Linked DNA regions of Mus musculus: region 1 is linked to region 2. A link is a contact called in public HiChIP or PLAC-seq data. All regions are on one chromosome and are shown on one strand. The core of a region is the stretch at or near the end of the contact, and the rest is flanking DNA. Distances in the headings are between cores, read along the strand shown. Region 1 has its middle 29 kb from the start of Gm25038. Region 2 has its middle 26 kb from the start of Gm31613.

Region 1 (7,095 bases), core at 2,360-4,859, 250 kb before region 2:
GCTGCTGTGACCTCACCCATCCTTGGCATCTCTCTCTCTCCAGCTGCTAGGAAAGCCTGAAAATGGAGGACAGGCTAACCCATCTTTCAGGCTCCTCTGGCCTCGGAGTTCTCAAGACATTTTAGAAGAAACGCCGGTTCTGGAGCAAAACTAAAACTGTATATCTGCTTTTGAAAAACCGCTTTCATTTCAGGAAAAGTCTGTGTGTTGGTGAGTGAGGTGCAATTAGTTCAACTGTCTCAAGGAAGAAAAAAGAAAGGAGATCTAAATTTCAGATGTAGACAACCCCCATGAGTCTCATTTCTGCTACAGGAGCTGTTTCGGAGTCCCTGCTAACTGGAACTCAGGAAGTGTTAATGGTCTTTACTAGCTCAGGGGCAAAAGACCTCAAGAAACCAGAGGCTAGATTTGAACACATGGCCAGTCTCAAATTAAAAAAAAAAAAAAAAAGACAAAATAAAAAACAATTATGCTTGTCCTGTATCTTTTGCCCCACCCCCACCCCCCACCCCCAGTACTAACCCCTGAGCTATCTATCACTAGCCCGGTTACTACCAAGACCCAAGCTAGAAGCACTGGACAATGTCGGGGTCACAGGCTCCAGGGAATCTAACGTAGTTAAGTCTGTAGTTGGACTGGCAAATGGTACTTTTCAAAGATCGCCTCAAAGTCTTTTGTAGCCAGACTTCAAACCACGGCAGCACATACTCGTCTAAGCCTTTTTTTTTTTTTTTTTTTCCTTTCTTTAAGTAACTAGCCGATTCTGGAAAAAAATCTTAGCTGATTTCTCAAATCGACATATAATGCCTTGGTTACTCTATCTCACTTGGGAGCTTCATCTGTCTTTGAACCAAGAAACACAATTCTAAAATATTCAAAATCCCAGTGGTCTTTTATGAATTTCTGCTAGGGTAGAAATTAAATTTAGAGAATGGAGACGTACTCTTGGGGCTCAGTTATCATGCACAATTGTCATGCTGCAAAGCTCTGCTTTTCCAAAGGTTCATGGTTTTCTTTACTTAGCAATAGTTGGGGAGCCCGGACCTGGTGCTCAGGATAGCATCTGACATAGACACTTTTAGGTTCACAGCATCTTCAGAGCCTTAGTCTAGATGTGGGTCTTGCGCGCACTTCCACCACTTCGGCCAAATGCCCATTTCCCTGATGCAGCTTTGGCTCCTTGCCGAGTGAGGACTTTAGTGGACACTTCTGAGGCTGCAGTGGCGCCTTCTGCATCGCCCAGTTCTCCATAGAAAAGAGGCTCTCTACATTCCACAAATTCAGCATGCGGCTCTCAAAAATGAACTTCTCTTCATCCACATCTTTGCTGAAGCAAAGTTCAGCTGGACGAAAAGTGTGGCTCAGCCAACGACAGCCAGAGGGCCGAACGAAGCTAGCCTGGTATCTGTTTCATTAAACACCGTTTTTAATGGAAGGCAAGCATGTGGGTACCCACTCATTAGCACACACTGGCAAAGTTGAGTAGGCAGAGGCAGATGGGAGACCATCTATCCCACAAAGCCAGAAGCTATGTCCTACCTGGCTTGTTATGGTTGGTTCACGTGTGGTTTGTCAACAAGGTTCATAGGCTGGGAGCCTGGTCCCTCACGTAGTAGTGATGGCACCTGATGAGCCCTTAGGTTGCGGAGCCTAGCAGCAGGCATTCAGTCACAGAGGCAGTTCCCACAGAGACAATGGAGGCTATTCTCACAGAACTCTGAGTTCTCGCGAGAACAAGTTACTTTAAAGTAAGCCTGACGCTAAAACACTGCCTACCTTCCCGTCTGGTGAAATAATTCCATTCCCTTGTTCCGTGTTGATGCTATGTACCATTAGGGCCTCACCAGAGACCTAGCCAATGGGGTTTCGAAGTTCTCACCTAAAAATCCATTTCTTTTTCTGAAGTAGCCGAAGTCAGGTATTTTGTTATAATACACATATACTGGCTGGTTTTGTGTGTCAACTTGACACAAGCTGGAGTTATCATAGAGAAAGGAGCCTCCCTTGAGGAAATGCCTCCATGAGATCCAACTGTCAAGCATTTTCTCAATTAGTGATCAAGGGGGAAAGGCCCATTGTGGGTGGGACCATCTCTGGGCTGGTAGTCTTGGGTTCTATAAGAGAGCAGGCTGAGCAAGCCAGGGGAGGCAAGCCAGTAAAGAACATCCCTCCATGGCCTTTGCATCAGCTCCTGCTTCCTGACCTGCTTGAGTTCCAGTCCTGACTTCCTTTGGTGATGAACAGCAGTATGGAAATGTAAGCTGAATAAACCCTTTCCTCCCCAACTTGCTTCTTGGCCATGATGTTTTGTTCAGGAATAGAAACCCTGACTAACACAACACACAATTCAGGAATTCATAACTCTTTACAAAAAAAAAAGTTTGTCCACCTTTGGATAAAAGAAATACTAGTAGGAAATACATATGACTTTTTTTTTCTACTAAAAAGCATCACATATCCTTCTAGGATCAGCCCACACGTGATATGCTGTATCATACTCTATTTTTTTTCTAAGTTCACTTACCTTTGATCTTCTGCTTTAGGTAACAATATACAAATTCTTTGATGTTCTTACTGGTGATTAAAGCAGCAGAACGAAGGCCTGAAATGATCTATCAGTAAGAGCAAAAGAGCAGAATGACCATGATTGATGTGATGGAAACATTTTTACAAGGACTCTCCACTGGGTGAAGAGCTACAGACAATCATGGCTGCTGAGGAAGGGGGAAGGAAGCCCCTTGAATATCCAATGTCAAGTGGACAAGTGGACACACATGCACACAAGTAATACTAACTGAGCCCAATAGGAGGTGTGTGTGTGTGTGTGTGAGAGAGAGAGAGAGAGAGCATGTGTTTGTATATCTGTGTCTGTATCTGTGTGTTTGTGTGTGAGCATGTATGTGTGTGTGTGTGTGAGAGAGAGAGAGAGCATGTGTCTCTGTATATCTGTGTCTGCATCTGTGTGTGTGAGTATGTGTATGTGAGAGTATGTGTGTATATGTGTGCGTGTGTGTGTGTGTGTGTGTGTGTGTGTGAGACACAGAGAGAGAGAGCATGTGTCTGTATATCTGTGTCTGCATCTGTGTGTGTGTCTATGTGTGTGAGTGTGCATGTCTATGTCTATGAGTCTGTCTGAATGTGTGTTTGTCTATGTGAGTATATGTGTTTGAGTGTGTTCATGTAGGTGTCTGTGAGTGTGAGTGTGTGTGTGTGAGCGTATGTTTGTGAAACAATTGTAATTATCCAAGAAGAGGTCATGACTCCTAGAGAAAGTGAGAGGGGCACAAGAGGCTGATGGGGTAGATATTACACAAACAAAGCATACCCCTGTAAGCGCTCAAGAGTAAAAGTTAAAGGCCATTACTTAATATATAACAAATCTCCTATTTACCTGTGTGAGAAAGTAACATGAAGATTATTTGAATATGTCAATTTGGTATAATTTTCTGTATAGTTCGTAATCTTTAAGTATTTTCCTGTCTGCTAAGATAAACCTTAGTTTCAACAGTCTGCAATTTGCATTTCAAGTAACAAAAGGAAACCACTTGTTTTCTTAATGTTTGCCAAGACACCTTGCTCACTGGTGGCAGTGAATAATATGTATCTAAAAATAAAACATGTGTGTGTATATCATAATACATAAATGATACTTCAATGTAAAGGATACTTTGTGTGGCTTGTTTACTAATGTGCAAATCTCATATTCTTTTCAAGTGCCGTAAACGTGACAAAAGAAACTCTTTTAGATTTGATGTTTAGGTGCTGCGTAAGCGCTTGCTGCTCCCAGTCCTTTGACGGCTTTGACTGTCGATTCGCTGATCTTGAAAGAACTAATGCGCCCTCTTGTGGTAGACTACTGTAGTGACTGTCTTTTCCATAACTAGTTTTAGTTAGGGAGCTATTTTAGGCAAGTTGTTTCACCCGACACCAATAATCTCCTCTGTGGTGAACTCGTATGGAATAAAGTGTATTGGAACTTCCTGGATAAACTTCTAAAGTCACCCTGGGCAATTATGAAATTTGATTACCACTGTCTCACACCCATCCTAAATTTCTAAGAACAGCATAAAATCTAACATTCATTTTTTTTCAGTCTCCAGAACCACTTTTTAGAATATAAAGTATAAATTTATCACTTTCTTGTGTATTGGAAGTTATTTTTAAAACATGTACCATCACTGCTTTCCAATATGAGGATGTTGATTCACAAATAAGCATAAATAATTTTGTCCTGGACATAGGAAAATTCTCCCAGGTACGAAAGGGCTTTGTGAGAGTCAAGTCTACCCTCCAGTCTCTGGCGGCCTCTTCTGCAGAGGAGCTTCGGGCACTTGTGTTGGCAGCAGACCTTGTGACACTCGACATTAGATATTGCATAGCACAAGAGTCAGTTTGTCCCTCAAGTATATCTTGGCACTTGGAACCCACACTACCAGTGGTGGTTCTGTGGACGCGGCACGGGTCGCTTCTCTTATGTGACTCTGGGTCTATACTACACTCTTTTTCCATAGTATTTATCCAGGTTTGTGAGTCCAGACTGCTTTGTTTGTTTGTTTTGATTTTTTTACATACACAAGTATACACTATACTTAGTAGTGATGTAGTTTAGAAAATGGTTTGCTTAGAAAATTTCACTGGAGGCACTTTCCAGTTTTCCCTTGCCAATCTCTGACGTGAGTCACAGAGGCCGAGGTCCTTCTCTCTGGGACGGTCAGGGGCTGGTTCTTCCTCTTCAGCAGGCCACAGACCTTCAAAGGCTGCCCCGCCCCTTCCCTGTTCCCAGGATCGGTTCCAAGGATCTGATCCGTCACAAGGAAGGAGGGCAAGCCACAAAAGAGGAGCCGAGAGGAATCTGGACAGGCTACTCAGGGTTTCCTCCCACATTTCGGATCGCTACCGGGTCAGTTTGTCCAGTCGCATTTCTAAGCAGTTCTTCACGCCTGAACAACCTCAAGCATAAAAAGCTTTCCTATAAGAGAGGAGGAGTGACTGGGAGGGAGGACTAGGAGGAGTGGGTGGGGAGAACTAGAAGGAGTGGATGGGGGAAGACTAGGAGGAAAAGATGGGGAGGACTAGGAGGAGTGTATGGGGAGGACTAGGAGGAGAGGATGGGGAGGATTAGGAGAAGTGGATGGGGAGATCTAGGAGGAGTAGATAGGGAGGGCTAGGAGAAGTGGATGGGGAGGACTAGGAGAAGAGGATAGGGAGGACTAGGAGGAGAAGATGGGGAGGACTAGGAGGAGTGGATGGGGAGGATTAGGAGGAGTGAATGGGGAGGACTAGGAGGAGAGGATGGGGAGGATTAGGAGGAGTGAATGGGGAGGACTAGGAGGAGAGGATGGGGAGGATTAGGAGGAGTGAATGAGGAGGACTAGGAGGAGAGGATGGGGAGGACTAGGAGAAGTGGATGGGGAGGACTAGGAGGAGTGGATGGGGAGGACTAGGAGGAGAGGATGGGGAGGACTAGGAGAAGTGAATGGGGAGGACTAGGAGGAGTGGATGGGGAGGACTAGAAGGAGTGGATGGGGAGGACTAGGAGAAGAGGATGGGGAGGACTAGGAGAAGTGGATGGGGAGGTCTAGGAGGAGTGGATGGGAGGACTAGGAGGAGTGGATGGGAGGGAGGAGACTGGGAGGAGAGGAGGAAGGAGAACTGTGGCCAGAGTATAATATATAAGAGAAGAATAAACTTAAAATTTTTTAAATAATTAAAAGGAAGACACTTGACATGGACCTGTGGCCTCACAGAACACACACACACAAGCACACACACACATCCATAAACAATACACTTATTTTTAAAAAGTCAGGGATGCTAGCACATATTTGTGATTCCTGAACTGGGCAGAAGCAAACAGAACCATCTCTGGAGCTCCCTGGCCAATCTCCATAGCCTAATCAGTGAGTCCTAGGTCCCAATGAGAAATCCCACATCAAGAAAGAAAGTGGCCAGCTTGTGAAGGATGCTCAGTATCTCCACACAAATGTGCACACGCACACATGTAAACATGCATGCACTAAACACAAAGTTCTTCTTGAGTCTTTGGGTTCTCCTTCCTGCAGTCTTCGATAGCATGTACAACTATTCAAATATGTTTGCTGTGTTCTACCTTTGATAACTCACCATTGGTTGTAGGATTATGACAGGTAATGATGTCACTGCAGCCTTGGCCATTATGCCATCCTACATGGGATTTCTTCTACAACTTACTTTAAAGTCTCTCAGATTTAATTCCTCATCGGTAAAAAGGAGATACTAAAAACCACCTGTAACTGTCATGAGGATCGAGTACAATTTCAAAGTTAAGTATCTAGCATGACACAGAACAGGCAGAAAAAAGTTTGATAGGTTAAGATCAGTATTACTTCTAGATCTTATAAATATCTTCTAGCATGCCATTCTCTCTATGACCCTCCGACCCCTTTCACTTTTCTGGTCTACTTTTTGTCTGTTTTACTGATTTATTGTGCTTGGTTTGCTTGCTGTGTGGCAATGGAAATGAGAGATTTTAGGGTATAGAATTTTGTTTCAGAATCTATTTTTTTAAGACTTCTCTTTAACTATTTGTACGTTAAACATATAGGGATCGGGTGTGGGGAAGAATGGAGAGAAAAAGAGTATGGGGAGAGATAAAGGGAATTGGAAGGCATTTGGGGTGCGAGGGATATGGAAACCTAGTGCAGTAGGGACTCCTGGGATTCTACAAGGGTGACCCCATCCAGGACTCCTAGAAATGGAGGCGTCAGAGCTTGAACCCGCCATGCCATCCTCTGTAACCAGACAAGATTTCCATTGGAACGCAAACCAAATCACAAAACCATCAACCTACAACCAGTCCTGACTGCAAGAAGAGCTGGGCCTCAGGACTGTGGGAGTGGCCAATCAGGGTTTGTGGGAGTGGCCAACCATAGCTGATCTAACTTGAGCCCCATACCGCTAGAGGCAGCCCATACCTGACCCTGCCCTGGTATCCAGGAACCTGAAGCCAGATGGTTCTGAGACCTAGGGTAGAACCAAAAAAAAAAAAAAAAAAAAAAAAGGCAATGTGTTGGGAGCCGCCCCCACATTCGCCGTCACAAGATGGCGCTGACATCC
Region 2 (7,218 bases), core at 281-2,780:
AAAAAGAAACGTGTTTCATTTTATCTGCCGCAAATATTTGCCCTTCTTACTAAAGATTAACTTTCTCTGAGTAAGGAAGTAACGGCCATGTGATCATTTGGTGGAGGCTCGAAGCCCGCACTAAAACGCCTTATGCTAGAAAAGAAAAAGAGAAGTTATGAAAAAGATTAAGTGAGGCACAATTTTGTTGGTTGGTGATTCTTTTCATTTTTATCTTTTGAGCTTTTTGCACAGTCAGGGGCCAAACTCAGAGTCTCACACCTGAATTTTTAAAGCTAAAGTTTTAAACTGATTTATTTTTTTCCCCCTCCTTGAATGGCTTTTCCTCCATATTCAGCTGTTTTGGGGTTGACATTGATGCTGGGCTCAGCACTTTGGAAGCAGAAAGATTCTGGATTTGAGGCTAGCGTAGAGTTGATATTGATACCCTGGAGGAAAAGGAAGTAAAGCAGACAGGGGTAGAAGGCTCCTCTGTTTCCACAGATAGAAACAGCCTCCTCATTTATAATTTTCCTAATCAACTATCTACTATCTATCTATTATATCTCTCTCCATCCATCCATCCATCCATCCATCCATCCATCCATCCATCTACCCATCCATCATCTACGCATTTCTTTCTTACATTTTTTTAATTTATTGATTGATTTACTTCTGCATGGGTGTTTGTGTGTCAATGAGCAAGCTGGCTAGCTAGGTAGATTACTTCAGTCACCAAACTCTGGGCTCAAGTGAGAAACTCTGCCTCCTTATAGAAGGTGGAAAACAATCAAGGAAGACGCTGGCCATCAACTTCTGGCCTCCATGTGTGCATCTGTACACGCACCTGTGTGTGCTCGTGTGCATGGGGTGTGGGGTGTGGGGTGTGGGGTGTGGGGTGTGAGTCTCTCTTCCTGTCATGTGTCCCCGGATTGAATTCAGATCAGGCTTCGTGATAAGTACCAGCTGAAGGTACTCGCTCTCTCGCTCTGTCTCTCTCTCAACGTCTGTCTGTCTCAACACTACTTTAATTTGCCACTGAGTGTTCTTAAAATTACTACAAAAACCGGAAGCCTGATTTGGCATAGGGTTCTCAGTTTTGGAAGAGAAAAAAGAAAAATCTAACAGAATTTTAGGTAACTGCGAAATTTCATGAGAATATAATCCTTATTAGTAGCATTAAACTCAGCCCGCAAGTAACAGATTACTGTGTTTTCACAGCCCACTTTGTGTTGATCGTCTTTACGTTCCTTTCCGCCCCGCCCCACCCTTCTATTCCCAGTAGCCCCCTCAGAATGCTGCATTAACTTTCAACCTTCATTTTTTGTCTTTGAGCAAAAGGCGATCACGTCAATTTCCAAATGGCTTAGTAGTTTCATAGGCGTTATTTTGGGAGCTCAGTGGGCAACGTGGCTTTTTTTTGAGAGAGAACAGCGACATCTCTTGGCCGTCACGGGTACTGCGCGTTCAGGGGAGGTTGCAAATTGCACCTCATTGGGTTCTCCGAAGACATACATCTGTGAGGCGAAGTTTTCAGTGGTTGTTGTGGTCGAAAGCAGAGCCCACACGAAAACATCCGAGAGTCAGGAAATGATGACAGCGGTGCTAATCTCATTCTGATGTTTGACAGGTGCCTGACTGGTACTGTGATGGTTTTTAAACGATCAACTGTTCTTTGACAATCTTTCCTTTAGAAATAGAGTCTAACCATTTCCTTGGGTGTGGGCTTAACCAACTGACCAGCACTTTAGGAATGTAATCTGACAGAAGTGTTGGGGAGTGGGGGTGGGGCCGCTACTTTCAAGGGTAAGTCCTAGAAAGCCATAGAGCCATTTTCTTTCATCTCTGGGAGCTGTTACAACTAAGGACCTGCAAGTCCTTTTCTAGAGAAGTCCACGTGGTGAGAAAGTGATCCAATCTAACCATACATCAAGTAGGGAGCTGAGGCACCATGGGACTGAGTTATCTTTCGAAGCCTGCCTCAGTCTCCGGGAAATCTTATCTATGTCCTCAGTCAATCGTAACTGTACCCACATCAGAGATCCAAGCTATTCAGCTGAAATCCTTCCAGATCCCATACAAACACTGTCATATAATACAATTTGTAAGTAGAATTAACAGAGCCAGTAAGATATAATGAAAGATAAATTATTTCCCCATTTATGTATATAAAGAGGTATTGGATGGTCTGAACTTAAATACACTTTACATTATTCAAAGTAAGAGTTCTTAGCAAATAGAACTTTGGGTGCTTGGGAATCAAGCAGGACTATGGTGTGAGAGTCCAAGACAGTGCGCTGTGTAATAAGTGTGTCCTGTACAAAGTTTGGGAACCATATGTAAGCATACTAAACATGGCTTTACTTTAAAAGCTTTTAGGCATATAGAATGACTGTTTTGGATTTGAAAAATTTATTACTTTTAATACTTGACACATGCATTTCTCATGTCAGTGGGAATATGAAAACAGAAAAAAAGTTCCATTCAGAATTAAAATTTCCAAGAAAGTGATTATTTGAGTATAAATAGGTGAGTATTAATTAAACAGGAAGGGAGTTTTTTTCCCCTTATTGATTTAAGATACATGAGGGCTAATATAAAAAATGAGAACATGTTAATTTGCCTACACAAAGAGTGGAAAGGACAGGTTATAGGTGTTCTAAGTCACTCTGTATGTGCGGTGCCGTTAACTACAGCAGGCTGTTTATTGAAAATAGAAGACGCAAAGCACCCCCTGGTGGCCGTTGTTGAAGTAACCGTCCAACTGCAAGAGAAGGCTTATAAACTTTTTTGAGACAGTATTTAAATGGGATCTGTCATTCTTTAAGTAAACTTACCGATGGCTCTGGATTTGTAGTTTGCTGGACACAATAACTCAGTGTTTTCTAAAAGCTAATTCAGCAACATTGGATAGTCTTGTTTTATAGAAGAAAAACCCTTTTCAGGTCAAGGCATTAGGGAAACACAATGTGTGGAGTTTTTTTTTTTTTTTTTTTTTTTTTTTTTTTTTTTTTTTTTTTCAAAGCAGGTCACATAAGAATGACGCAAGAAATAACTGAATCGCAGCACAAGGGACCCTTCATGTTATAAATCGAAGTACAGCGTCTTCCAAAACAAAACAATAAAACAAAACAAAAGAAAACAAAACACTTTGTGCTTTAATCCAAGACCCCTTGTTGGTGTGAGAAGAGGCAGGCAAGGAATTAGAGAGATAAGCAGTCATGACTCTGAGGCAGGTGTGGGATGCAGACCAGGAGCAGTGTGGGATGGGCAGAGTCCTTCCTCCACTTCCGGGGCCACCGGGGCAGGCAGAGGATGCAAGCGAAGCCGGTGAGGGGATTGCTAAAGCCTGTGGCTGTCCTGACATCCCCTAGTCTGGATAAGCAAAGGCTTTAGTAAACTGTTGTTTGGACTAAACAGAAAATGCTGCAACAAAAAGGATAATAATCAGGCTTTGTGAATCTGCTAATTACTGTTTGCACTGCAAGACTGAGAGACTTCTCTGTATTGTCTCTGAGGATGGGGACACCAACACAATGCGTCACAGTCTTCTCTTTTTCTCTCTCCCTCTCTCGCTCCAACCCTCACTTTCTCTTTCCCTCACCCACTCTCTCTCCTTCCTTCCTTCCTTCCTTCCTTCCTTCCTTCCTTCCTTCCTTCCTTCCTTCCTTCCTTCCTTCCTTCCTTCTTTCCTTCTAGCCAGGAAGATTTTTTCAAGGGTTTGCTCACCTGGTGTTCAAAACTGCTTCCTCTCTCCATGGACTAATAATTCAGGCTCTTCACATAGAAAAGGGTGAGTAGAGTCAGTAGACAATGGAGGTAAGGAAAGCGCGATTCTAAAACTGCAAACTTATCTCGCCTTCATTGTTCACTCAAAACAATTAGTTTTCATTCTGATGAGTAAGTGTAGTGTATAGAGCCTTATAGACAGCGTGGAATTCTAGAACCAGAGTCCGTTTTGAATAGTAGTTTAGCTCTATAAATTTCTAGATGCCAGCACATGCTGAAATGAGGATGGATTTGCGTTTCTGGCCCCAGTCGCACTTGTTTCTCCTATGTATATCAGGAGACAAATACAGGATGCCAAGAGTGGGAAGAATGTGTCTGCACATGTGCGTGAAAGCATCATCCTGCGCGTGGGTGCACAAGTATCTTCATGCTTGTGAAGGCCCAAAGTTCACCTCAGGTAGCTTCCTTGATCACTGTTCACTTTTTTTGAGCCAGAGTCTCTCACTTAACCCAGAACTGGTTAATCCTGGCTGACCTGGGGATGCCTGCCTCTCTCTATTACCCAAGTTCCGGGACTACAGGTGGCTGCTTCATCTGCCTAGCTTTTCTGTGAGTCCCAGGTACCTGAACTCTGGTCCTTATGTCTACAGGGAACGCACTCTACCCATGAAAGCCTGAAAAAATGGTAATGATTACCGTTTTTTTATTTTATTTTATTTTTGGACTTAATTGTTAAAAGAGAAGCCTTAAAATATGGACTGTTAACGTTACCTATAAGGAAAGCTAAGTGGATTTTAAAATACAAAAAGAAAGTTATGCATGTGTTGCTATTATTTAAAATGGTCCTGAGTTATAATTCCTAAGTACGAAGGAGGGGTCATGAGAAGTAGTTCTGTTCAGGACAGCTTTGATACTAAAAGCTTAACCATTGAAGGAAGTTTTCTATCACTTGCATTCTTTTTATTTAGAGATAAAGGAGATTTCCTTGGTCTGTGCCCTGGAGTGATGGGGTGCCAGGCACAGCTAGACTGAAGATGTGTTACAGCACCATATGAGTCTCGTCCTTCTTCACTTCCCTCTTCTCCACTCCTCTCATCCACTCTCTTGGTTTTCTATCTGCTGTCAGCTGACCTGGCTTGCTTGGGATGCTCTACCTCAGACCTCAGAAGAGAACCCTGCCCTTTTCACTTTCAGTGTCCTGTACAGATGAGCCACATAGAGTAGGCATCATCTGAGAGCTTGCTGCAAGTATGTGCTGTCAGGTGCGTCCTCAGGCCCTCAGCGTAGTGTATTTATATAGAACGATCCCTAAGTAATTGATGTGTACACTGAAGTTAAAGAGTGTCCACGAGACAGCTCGCAGGAGAGGATTTTGTGACGGTCTGGGCCTGGAAGTCCTTGGCACATGTGATCATAGGAGCAGGGGGAAGTGAGCCCCACCACAGTCCCAGGGATGGGGAGAGAGTTTGTGGGTAGACGACGAAAACCACCATTTTCTTTTTTGCGGTTGGAAGGGACTGATATTGGTTTAAGGTAATACCTGAGAAAAGATGGGCCGTTTGTAAAGCCCACAGGTGGATCTTAAGGGGCAGAAGCTGGAAAGAAAAGAATGCGCATGTGTGTATTTTACATGTGATACATTCTCCACTCTGTCACTCTGTCATGATCATATCCCTTCAGATAGGATAAACCTTGGGATTTTCAGGGAGAGTTGACACATCTGCCAAGCGGCATTACTTTCTATTTCTTGAAAATAATATTTTATTCTTCTCCCCTCCCCTCCCCTCCTCTTCCCTCCCCTCCCCTTCCCTCCCCTCCCCTCCCTTCCCCTCCTCTCCCCTCCCCTTCCCTTTCCCTCCCCTCCCCTCCCCTTCCCTTTCCTTCTCCTCCTCCCCCTCCTTTCCCTCCTCCCCCCTCCCCCTCCCTCCCTCCCTCCCTCCCCCCCCCACTCTAAAACAGGGTTTCTCCGTGTAGCCCTGGCTGTTCTGGAACTCGCTTTGTAGACCCTACTGGCTTCGAACTCACAGAGATCTGTTTGTCTCTGCTTCCCAAGTGCTGGGATGAAAGGCAGGTGCCACCACTATCCTCATGTTTCATATTTCTAAAGGACCTTTGTCATCTTCCTATAGCCTATTAGTGGATGTCACCAAAGACTGGCTGCATCCTTTCCCAGCATTCTTTGACACAGGGCTGGACACATGGCTTTGACTTTCTCATTTAATCATTTTAAAGGCAGAAACTGAGTTAGGTTCTACAGAAATGCGGAGACCATAGAGAACTTTCTTTGCTGCACTTCCGATGACAACTAGACACACTCACCTGAGGAGTTTTGTGGCAGTGGCTGTGAGGTGGTCAGGAGGCTCATTCAGGCCTGTGGCGATGAGTGTTGGGGCATTCTGTGCAGCAGGTTTGCCAAGCTCTGTAGAATGGAGTAGTTTCTATGAAAGTGAGCCATAATTTATTTCAAATATCTTTTTAAATACATTTACTTATTAATTCTCTCTCTGTGTGAATGGTATGTGTGTATGTGTGTGTATGTGTGTAGTGTGTATACATGTGGGTGACAGAGGACACCTTTCAAGAGTTGGTTCTCTTCTTTCACCATATGAATTCTGGAGATCAAATTCTAGTTATCAGACTTAGCAACCAATGCCCTTGCTCACTGAGCCACCTCGCTCACCCCTGATGCAGCGTCTAGCTGGTGGCTGATTTACGAAGCTGCCGTAGGATTTGGTTTGATAAGGATCCTGCACCAGGCTTAGTGTTGAGCTGTCATTAGTTTGAAATTTTCAATAATTCTGTCAAGGAAACTTGCATATAATTTTTTTTTTCACAGTTGGAGCATGGCTGCTCCTATTTGTACCAAATGACACTGACAATTTAATATTTCTTCTTCTGAATAACAAGCAAGCACACAAACCTAGTTGATTCAGGATATTTTTTTTCATCGTGGGCAATTGAGTTTTATTCACAACCCCACTTATTAATTACGAACACTTAAGTCTCTTCAAGTTTACAATCAAAGTTCTATGATTTTAGTTTGATTATATTTCTTTTTTAAATACATATATATTTTTTTTTGGTTCTTTTGAGACAGGGTTTCTCTGTGTAGCCCTGGCTGTACTGGAACTCACTTTGTAGACCAGGCTAGCCTCGAACTCAGAAATCCGCCTGTGTCTGCCTCCCGAGTGCTGGGATTAAAGGCGTGCGCCACCACGCCCAGCCAAAATATTTTTTATTAGGTATTTTCCTTATTTGCATTTCCAATGCTATCCCAAAAGTCCTCCATACCCTCCCCGCCACTCCCCTACCCACCCACTCCCACTTTTTGGCCCTGGCGTTCCCCTGAACTGGGGCATGTAAAGTTTGCAAGTCTAGTGGGCTTCTCTGGAGAGTGATGGCCTACTAGGCCATCTTTTGATACATATGCAGCTAGAGTCAAGAGCTCCGGGGTACTGGTTAGTTTATAATGTTGTTCCACCTATAGTGTTGCAGTTCCCTTTTGCTCCT

Evidence for each region. HiChIP or PLAC-seq counts read pairs in DNA pulled down with a chosen protein or histone mark.
Region 1: a contact with region 2 is called in a CTCF HiChIP or PLAC-seq map of CD8 T cells, with 8 read pairs. The contact joins two enhancer-like sites. A contact is called at or near these places in 2 of 15 datasets of contacts at CTCF or cohesin (CD8 T cells and embryonic stem cells), 60 of 484 Hi-C or Micro-C datasets (the AtT-20 cell line, B cells, the C2C12 cell line and 38 more), 11 of 115 datasets of contacts at active chromatin or transcription factors (the 230-238 cell line, CD8 T cells, Th17 cells and 5 more) and 1 of 9 other capture datasets (embryonic stem cells).

Annotation. Positions count from the first base shown.
Region 1 is chr16:78,449,230-78,456,324 of GRCm38.p6, reverse strand. No RefSeq gene overlaps it. Among named protein-coding and RNA genes, the nearest start is that of Gm25038, 29 kb to the right of the region's middle. Within about 2 kb of position 3,609, at least 29 of the 459 cell types and tissues checked have an H3K27ac peak or open chromatin away from gene starts, as enhancers often do. A contact at or near this core is called in CD8 T cells, where this site is marked.
Region 2 is chr16:78,193,168-78,200,385 of GRCm38.p6, reverse strand. No RefSeq gene overlaps it. Among named protein-coding and RNA genes, the nearest start is that of Gm31613, 26 kb to the left of the region's middle. Within about 2 kb of position 1,530, at least 56 of the 459 cell types and tissues checked have an H3K27ac peak or open chromatin away from gene starts, as enhancers often do. A contact at or near this core is called in CD8 T cells, where this site is marked.